Linked DNA regions of Gasterosteus aculeatus: region 1 is linked to region 2. A link is a contact called in public Hi-C data. All regions are on one chromosome and are shown on one strand. Each heading gives the region's core, a stretch centred on a gene start, on an enhancer-like site or on the middle of the called end of the contact. The rest is flanking DNA. Distances are from core to core; before and after follow the strand shown.

Region 1 (3,309 bases), core at 578-3,077, 86 kb before region 2:
AGGGAGCACGAGATATTGGGAGGAGCTTGTGTCGAGCGGCTTCAACACTGCCAGGTTTAAGGGTTGCTGAGGAGAGCTGGAAATAAAATCAACATTTTCTCATAGCACTGAAATGAAGGGAAGATAATGGGTGTAAGGTTTTAGGTCGTGGTTGTTTTAGACGGCATTATGAATGTTCTGTATCTCTGCTCCCCCTGTACAGCAACCACACATAACAGAACATGTCTAATCTACAATGGTGCGTTTGGGATTTGATTTCATTGTCAAAGCTCTTGACTTATGTTGACGGGGCGTCTTTGGACCCGAGTTGATTCGGAGGAGCAGCAGCAGCCGTCACGATGGGACGAATCCAGGCTCGCTCGCTTGACCGTAATCCGTTGCAAACTGGGGGTCGCTTCCTTCCTATATGGGATTATCATATTTCCTACGTGAAAGGTTTCAAAGGGACGTGGTAGTTTTGTTTTTCAGACTGAGACCGAGCACCTGCCGGTCTGAACTTCTGTCTCTAGCTTTTAGTTTCTTTGGCCGCCATCCACGTATCCAAAGCAACCTTTAAAGTGCCTTTAACTCATTTCTTTGTTATTTTGGGGGGAGGGACGGTTGAAAAACCAAGCGTCCCTCTTGGGACAGTATTCTTTTATCAGGTACATAATTGAATGATATGGGTGTCGCCCCTAATTACCAACACGTAGCCATCTGTATTCATCACCAACATTCTTTTGGATCTGATTGAGGTTGAACTAAATCTCTCATTTGTTTGTTGTGTATTTATATATATTTGTATCTGCTGTTAAAGGATACAATCCATTGATTGAGTTTGGGTGGATAAAGATTTTAAACATTTTTCTTTAATAGCAGGGAATGTTAAATATTATTATTAATATTTTACATAGGCTAACAATATTCTATAATTTGATACTCAGCATATCACTTTCTCCATCGCAAGATGTGCCAGAGAATTGTTGCAATACTTTTAAAATAGATATAGACTCGTATATATTTTGACAGTAGCATTGTGTCACAGCTTCATACGATGTCGCACAAATCGAGCAAAATGTGCCACAAAGCCAATGCAGCCCTCACACTCCAAATAAAAGTATGTGTTGAATATAGCTTTTTGAATGTGACTTTTTATTTGTATCTTTTTAAACGTTTTTTGTAAATTATGACTGTCTTCCATATTAAATGTGCTGACTAAAGGATTATGACTACGGTAATGTTTGACACCTCTACAGCAATTTAACACACCAGCCGCTTGTTGTTAGAGGTCGACCCCTGGCCGGCACGGATATGAAACAGATCTGGCATTCTTTGTCATTTTGTCATTATATTTTATGAATATCAAGAAAGAAGAATTGCATAACAATTCTTTGTAAGGTTGGAGTTAAATATTTGAACTGAGAAGACCAAAATTGCTGCATCCACAGATATTTAGTATTTAGTCACTGGGTTATGACGGGGTTTTTGTTAACGTCTTCTCTGGATATTCTCCTACTCTAACCAGCACCTGTTGACCTTCTGGTGTGCAAAATGTGCTCTTCAATTGTACAAAACCTGACCAATGTTTCTGTGATTTGGATGAAAAAGGTTCCCCCTAAGCTTGTTTCCTGTGGCCCGGTGGCCTTTGTCTGCTCGGGGATCCTTGTGCAACGCGCGATCAGCAAGGCGCCCTCGGTGCACTTCTTCGCATCGTCCACAATTTTGAAGCGTGACATCTTCTTTTTGTTGGCTGATTATTTTGGAAAGTGTCCCTGACGTGAGTCACGGCTCACAGCAGAGAAGTTGTCTGAGCTTGTCCTGCGTGCGCAGGACGTTTCCCCCGCGGAGACTCTTTTACCATCACTGCTATCCACTAACGTGCTTCTTCGCTTTGCTCCTTCAGCACACGGGCCCCGTGAGCCATTAATCACACGCGTGATGTAGTGCACGCCGTACATGCTAAGCGGGTTGGGAATTGAAACCCCCGTTGTTGCAATCACCGGCTGACAGAAACATTCATCCAGATCCAGTTATTGGAGAAGCGGCGGACAGAGCGGAGCTGTCACCACTACACACCGCCTCTTAAAAATACAAAGCAATGCGATATTACACCAACAGAAGGTTCTTTGTGAATTCAGGATGTAAAAATAAGTAGTGGATGTACTGCACTCAGCCTACGAGCTACTGTGCCGTATATAACATGCAGAAGTGCAAACGTCCCCCTTGATACCAAGATTAGGTTCCTGGATGCCGCGGAACGTGAGCGCAGGACTCGGATGTCAGAGACCACATTCCACCCGTCTCAGCTCGCAGGCAGCAAGCAGCTCCCACGCCAGTGTGTTACATACAAAATGCAACTTTATTAACCTTCATGCCTCCATTCATATTAATATACATGTATATGTTTGAACTTATTTTAATTTCACAGCTCCATCCATATGAAAAAATACAGAGAGAAAAAAGGCAAAACACTGACTGGATACTTCAACAACTCTTGGAGAGAAAAAAGAAAAAGCGTAACAGTAAACAACAAAAAGAAAGGAAAAAGGACACCTGTTCTTGAATTTTTGAAAAATATCAGGATTACAAATTTTACAGATGTGGAATTCTGTGAGCAGAATCTCCATTTGAAGCGGCGCCGAGCATCATCACATTTATTTCAGAATATTTTTTAAATGTTTTTTCCCCCGGTAAGAATGAAAAGATCTGAATATATTTACACTACACTCACTTTACATAAATACGGGAACAACAATTACTGTACGTAATATCAGCAAACTTGGAAAAAACATAGGCTTCACTACTTAAACCTTCAAAACCAGGAAATCAGAAGCAGATGTTACAACAGAAAGTTCAAAATAGATATGGAACCAATAGAGAAGTGTGTACTTGGGATCTCCTCGCCGTCCTCCGTGTTCAATGGACGGGACGGAGCTGAAGCATCGAGAGGCCTTCGACTCTTCGGTCCGCCCCCCTGGGAGGGGGGGGGGGGGGGACTTATTGCGAGAAAAGCAACCACGTGAGCGTGTTTAGTGGGAGGACGCTGCATTGGACACGATGGCGTAAGGCTCTGTGGGAGGAGAAAGTTTAAACATTAAAGGTCCCACTTGCATAATGTCCTATGTGCGTCTTCTGTTCTTTTTGTCCAAAAATTGATGCTTTTCCCATCGGATGTTTATTCGTCTAAGCACACGCGTTGAAAGAAAATCTTAACTCTGCAGAGAGCAGCTGATGTTACGAGTTTTGCAATATGAGGCACTATTCATTATTATTGCATAACTTTGACCCTGGTTGCCGTTACAAAATTATGCATTGAAATGAGGAGAGAGA
Region 2 (3,100 bases), core at 590-3,089:
TCTCCGAAATCTCTGTCCAGAAAAAGAAAGAGCAAAACAAGTAATGAAAGAGGAACTTGGGAAGCTGGGTTACTTGAAGTTAAAAAAGTATTTAGGGAAATATTGACTCACATCAGAGATTTCGGCTGAATCCACTCCCCCGGTTTGCCCTTGAAGATAAGTCAGAATGTGCTGACACTGTGGAGATTAGAAGATTAGTTATTGGAACTGCAGCGAAGCCTCCATGGCGACGACGCCACATCCTGTGCAGCTCGTGCAGAGCGCGGCCGCTAATAGCCCGACAACGAGCACCATTGTATTGTATTTAACATCCACTCGTCGAATCCCACTGAGAGGTTTGCTCCGCCACAACTTCGAGCTGTGGCAAACACGGCGAGAGGAAGCGCAGAGAGAGATGCTGCTCTACATTTATGCCCATTACGATATTTATATCTGTGGCAGGACCGACAATAACCACACAACGTGTGACTCGTGCTCCTCTTATGCTTTGCTCTACACCTGGTTCTTACTATTTGGTTAATAAATAATAACAAACCCCTTTCGGGCCTGCATGCAACACGAACAAAGAGAACGATCGCATGTACTCACTGCTTCCGTCAACAGATGTGGAGGAAGCTGGCAGATGTGGTCCACGACTTTGTTGACACCTGAAGTACAGAAATGAAGAAAGTCACGCTCTCAGTCTGATGTTATATATATATAATAATTGCAACTAAAAACGCAAATGATTCCTCCATGACTAAACTAATGCAAGTATGTCAGTGTGACCATATCAGCCTTCTTTGGACTAGAACATCTCGTAGAAATAATTGTCTCGTACTCAGTTAACGTAATATGGGACATGAACGAAGACGCCAAACGATAACGAGTTACAGCTCATAAGGCAACACAGCATTTGAAAAAGGAATAAACACAAATATTTTTTAAATAAAATTCTTCTAAATTACAAGAAAGTTGTCACAGGACATAATGATTTCAATATCGTGGAGTTTCTTTAAGAAACACTTTGCTTTATTTATTTACTTTGCATTTATTTTTAAATGGAACATTGCAGTTTTTGGACTAAAGTGTATACGCACACACATCTCACTCAAAAAAATCAAAACCTTGGTTAACATCTGGTTTGATAGTCAAAATGAATTAAATTCATTGGCGAGTGGTGACGTCATCAAATGCTGCCGTTCCGATCGCAGAGAATCAAAACAAAGATGGCCGCCCGCCCAATACACGGATGGGTTATTGATCCGCAACTAGTGAAACAAGTTAAAGCCTGTTTTTGTTTTTTTACATAGCACAGCTGCCAGAATATAATGAATGTAAAATGCCTGTGTAACGTTATAGCGGGTACGGTACTGGAGAAGACGTGTTTGGGTTTGGGATAACGTTATGATTCGTTATACATGGAAACGTTTACGAACTACCGTGTTAAACTAACGATGCTAAATCCACGTATGGAAGAAGCGTATATTCCTCTGTAGTGAAACTGTAATCTGATGAAAGCACTGTAAGGCTTGTGTAGAGTAACAGGATGGAGATGGAAACTCACCATAGGATTCCTCTGCTGCAGGCATCTTCTCTCTCTGACAAGTCCACGTTACACCGCCGAGCCGTGCGCCAACTTCAACTTCTGTCAAACAAAACGATATATAATAAACGTATGTCAGTATCCCTTAAAAACGCCGAGGGAATTTCTGTGCAGCGAAAGGTCGTCTCACTCAAAACAATCGGTCGTGCTCCTCTTCTGTTTGTTTTCTTTTCGCAACCAGTGTGACGGTGCGCAGCGCCCCCTGCTGCCCGGGAGGCACATCGTCCGCTATGAGGTTTGGGCTGCACAAAACATTACACCTTGGCCAAAATAAGAGAAAAATAAAACATATGTTACTTTATGAATGTACAGTAGTAATTCAAAATTAATCACATATTTATAACATATTATGGATTTAAGTTGGGTGTAAATACAGCCTTATTTTTAAGTACAAAATAGGCCTTAAAGTATTAGAAGTTTTATTAGCAATGTAATTTTGTGGAAAGTGTATTGAAGTATTGAGTATATTTTTATTGACCTGGCTCCAGTCGATTTTTCTATCTTTCCGATTCTCAGGTCAGTCCACAACTGTAATTAGAAATACTCCTAAGAATTTGACTTTTTAGCTGAAGTATATAATCAGCCTTTTAAGTAATACATACTTATTTTGAGGCGTACGAAGCCGCAAACTAAAGACACACCTATTCAGATTCTACCTTGACTAAAAAATACAAAACAAATTGTAGTATTGTAACTTTAATGGACTTATAATGGCTCGTATCTATAGCAAGTTGTAAACGGCGTATTTGATGAAATTGCACTTTCTTGTTTCTTGTTCTTCTGGGTTTGTATCCTCATGGTTCAAATGCATGTATTGTAAGTCGCTTTGAATAAAAGTGTCAGCTGAATGACATGTAATGTAAAGTAACTATAGTTAGACCAATGTAGTGGAATAAAAAGCACAGTATTTGCTTGTGAGATTAACTTATAAAAGTATAAAGCTGCTCAGGTTTGCTGGGGATACTTACAAAAGCCATTTAAAGGTGTTGTTGGCCACACATGAAGAATGTTGAATGAATAATCTGAAGGCTATTTTATTCAGAGCAGTCATGGACGACCATGCGAATACAGGATAACAGCGCCTCTTAGCGGCAACGGTAATAAGTACAACCCCACGAGGAATTGAACGGGATCCCCAGTTGGAAGATTTTTTTTATCTTCATTTTTCCTCATCATTATCGAATAAACATTATCAATAAATAAGACTGGAAACACGACCATTGTTAATAGCTAGGGCGAGGTGTTGCTCTATGAAGAGCTGAACGGGACTGGGGCCACTAAATCCCGTATGAAGTCTTTCCAAAGTCTAAAAGATGCCTGCGACTCTGGAATGATCCACTTTTCGGGTAGTGTGGGAGGCACATTTTAAAATATTTTTTTATTGCAGAGAAAGACCCATGACACAAGTATCTACGGTAGTAAAAGAGAAAACAAGGATGTTTATAGAGCACGTACCTTGTATCTGTAAGGCGTAAAGTATTAAGCGTGTTGTAGTTCAGGTTTATGAAGGAGAAG

The links. A called contact is a pair of places that touch in the nucleus more often than the background predicts.
Region 1: a Hi-C map of skeletal muscle shows a contact between it and region 2, with 7 times the contacts expected there. The contact joins the enhancer-like site here to the promoter of commd6 in region 2. A contact is called at or near these places in 2 of 6 Hi-C or Micro-C datasets (both in skeletal muscle).

Annotation. Positions count from the first base shown.
Region 1 is chr16:3,077,194-3,080,502 of fGasAcu3.hap1.1, reverse strand. It overlaps klf12b (Kruppel like factor 12b), which reads right to left. Exons shown (of 6, transcript XM_040201084.2): 6 at 2,320-3,309. It overlaps klf5b (Kruppel like factor 5b), which reads left to right. Exons shown (of 4, transcript XM_040201080.2): 4 at 1-1,112. Among protein-coding and RNA genes, the nearest start is that of klf5b, 5.8 kb to the left of the region's middle. Within about 2 kb of position 1,827, at least 2 of the 9 cell types and tissues checked have open chromatin away from gene starts, as enhancers often do.
Region 2 is chr16:2,991,825-2,994,924 of fGasAcu3.hap1.1, reverse strand. It overlaps commd6 (COMM domain containing 6), which reads right to left and starts at 1,839. Exons shown (of 8, transcript XM_040200711.2): 1 at 1,716-1,839; 2 at 1,547-1,627; 3 at 589-647; 4 at 112-177; 5 at 1-12. The coding sequence starts at 1,571.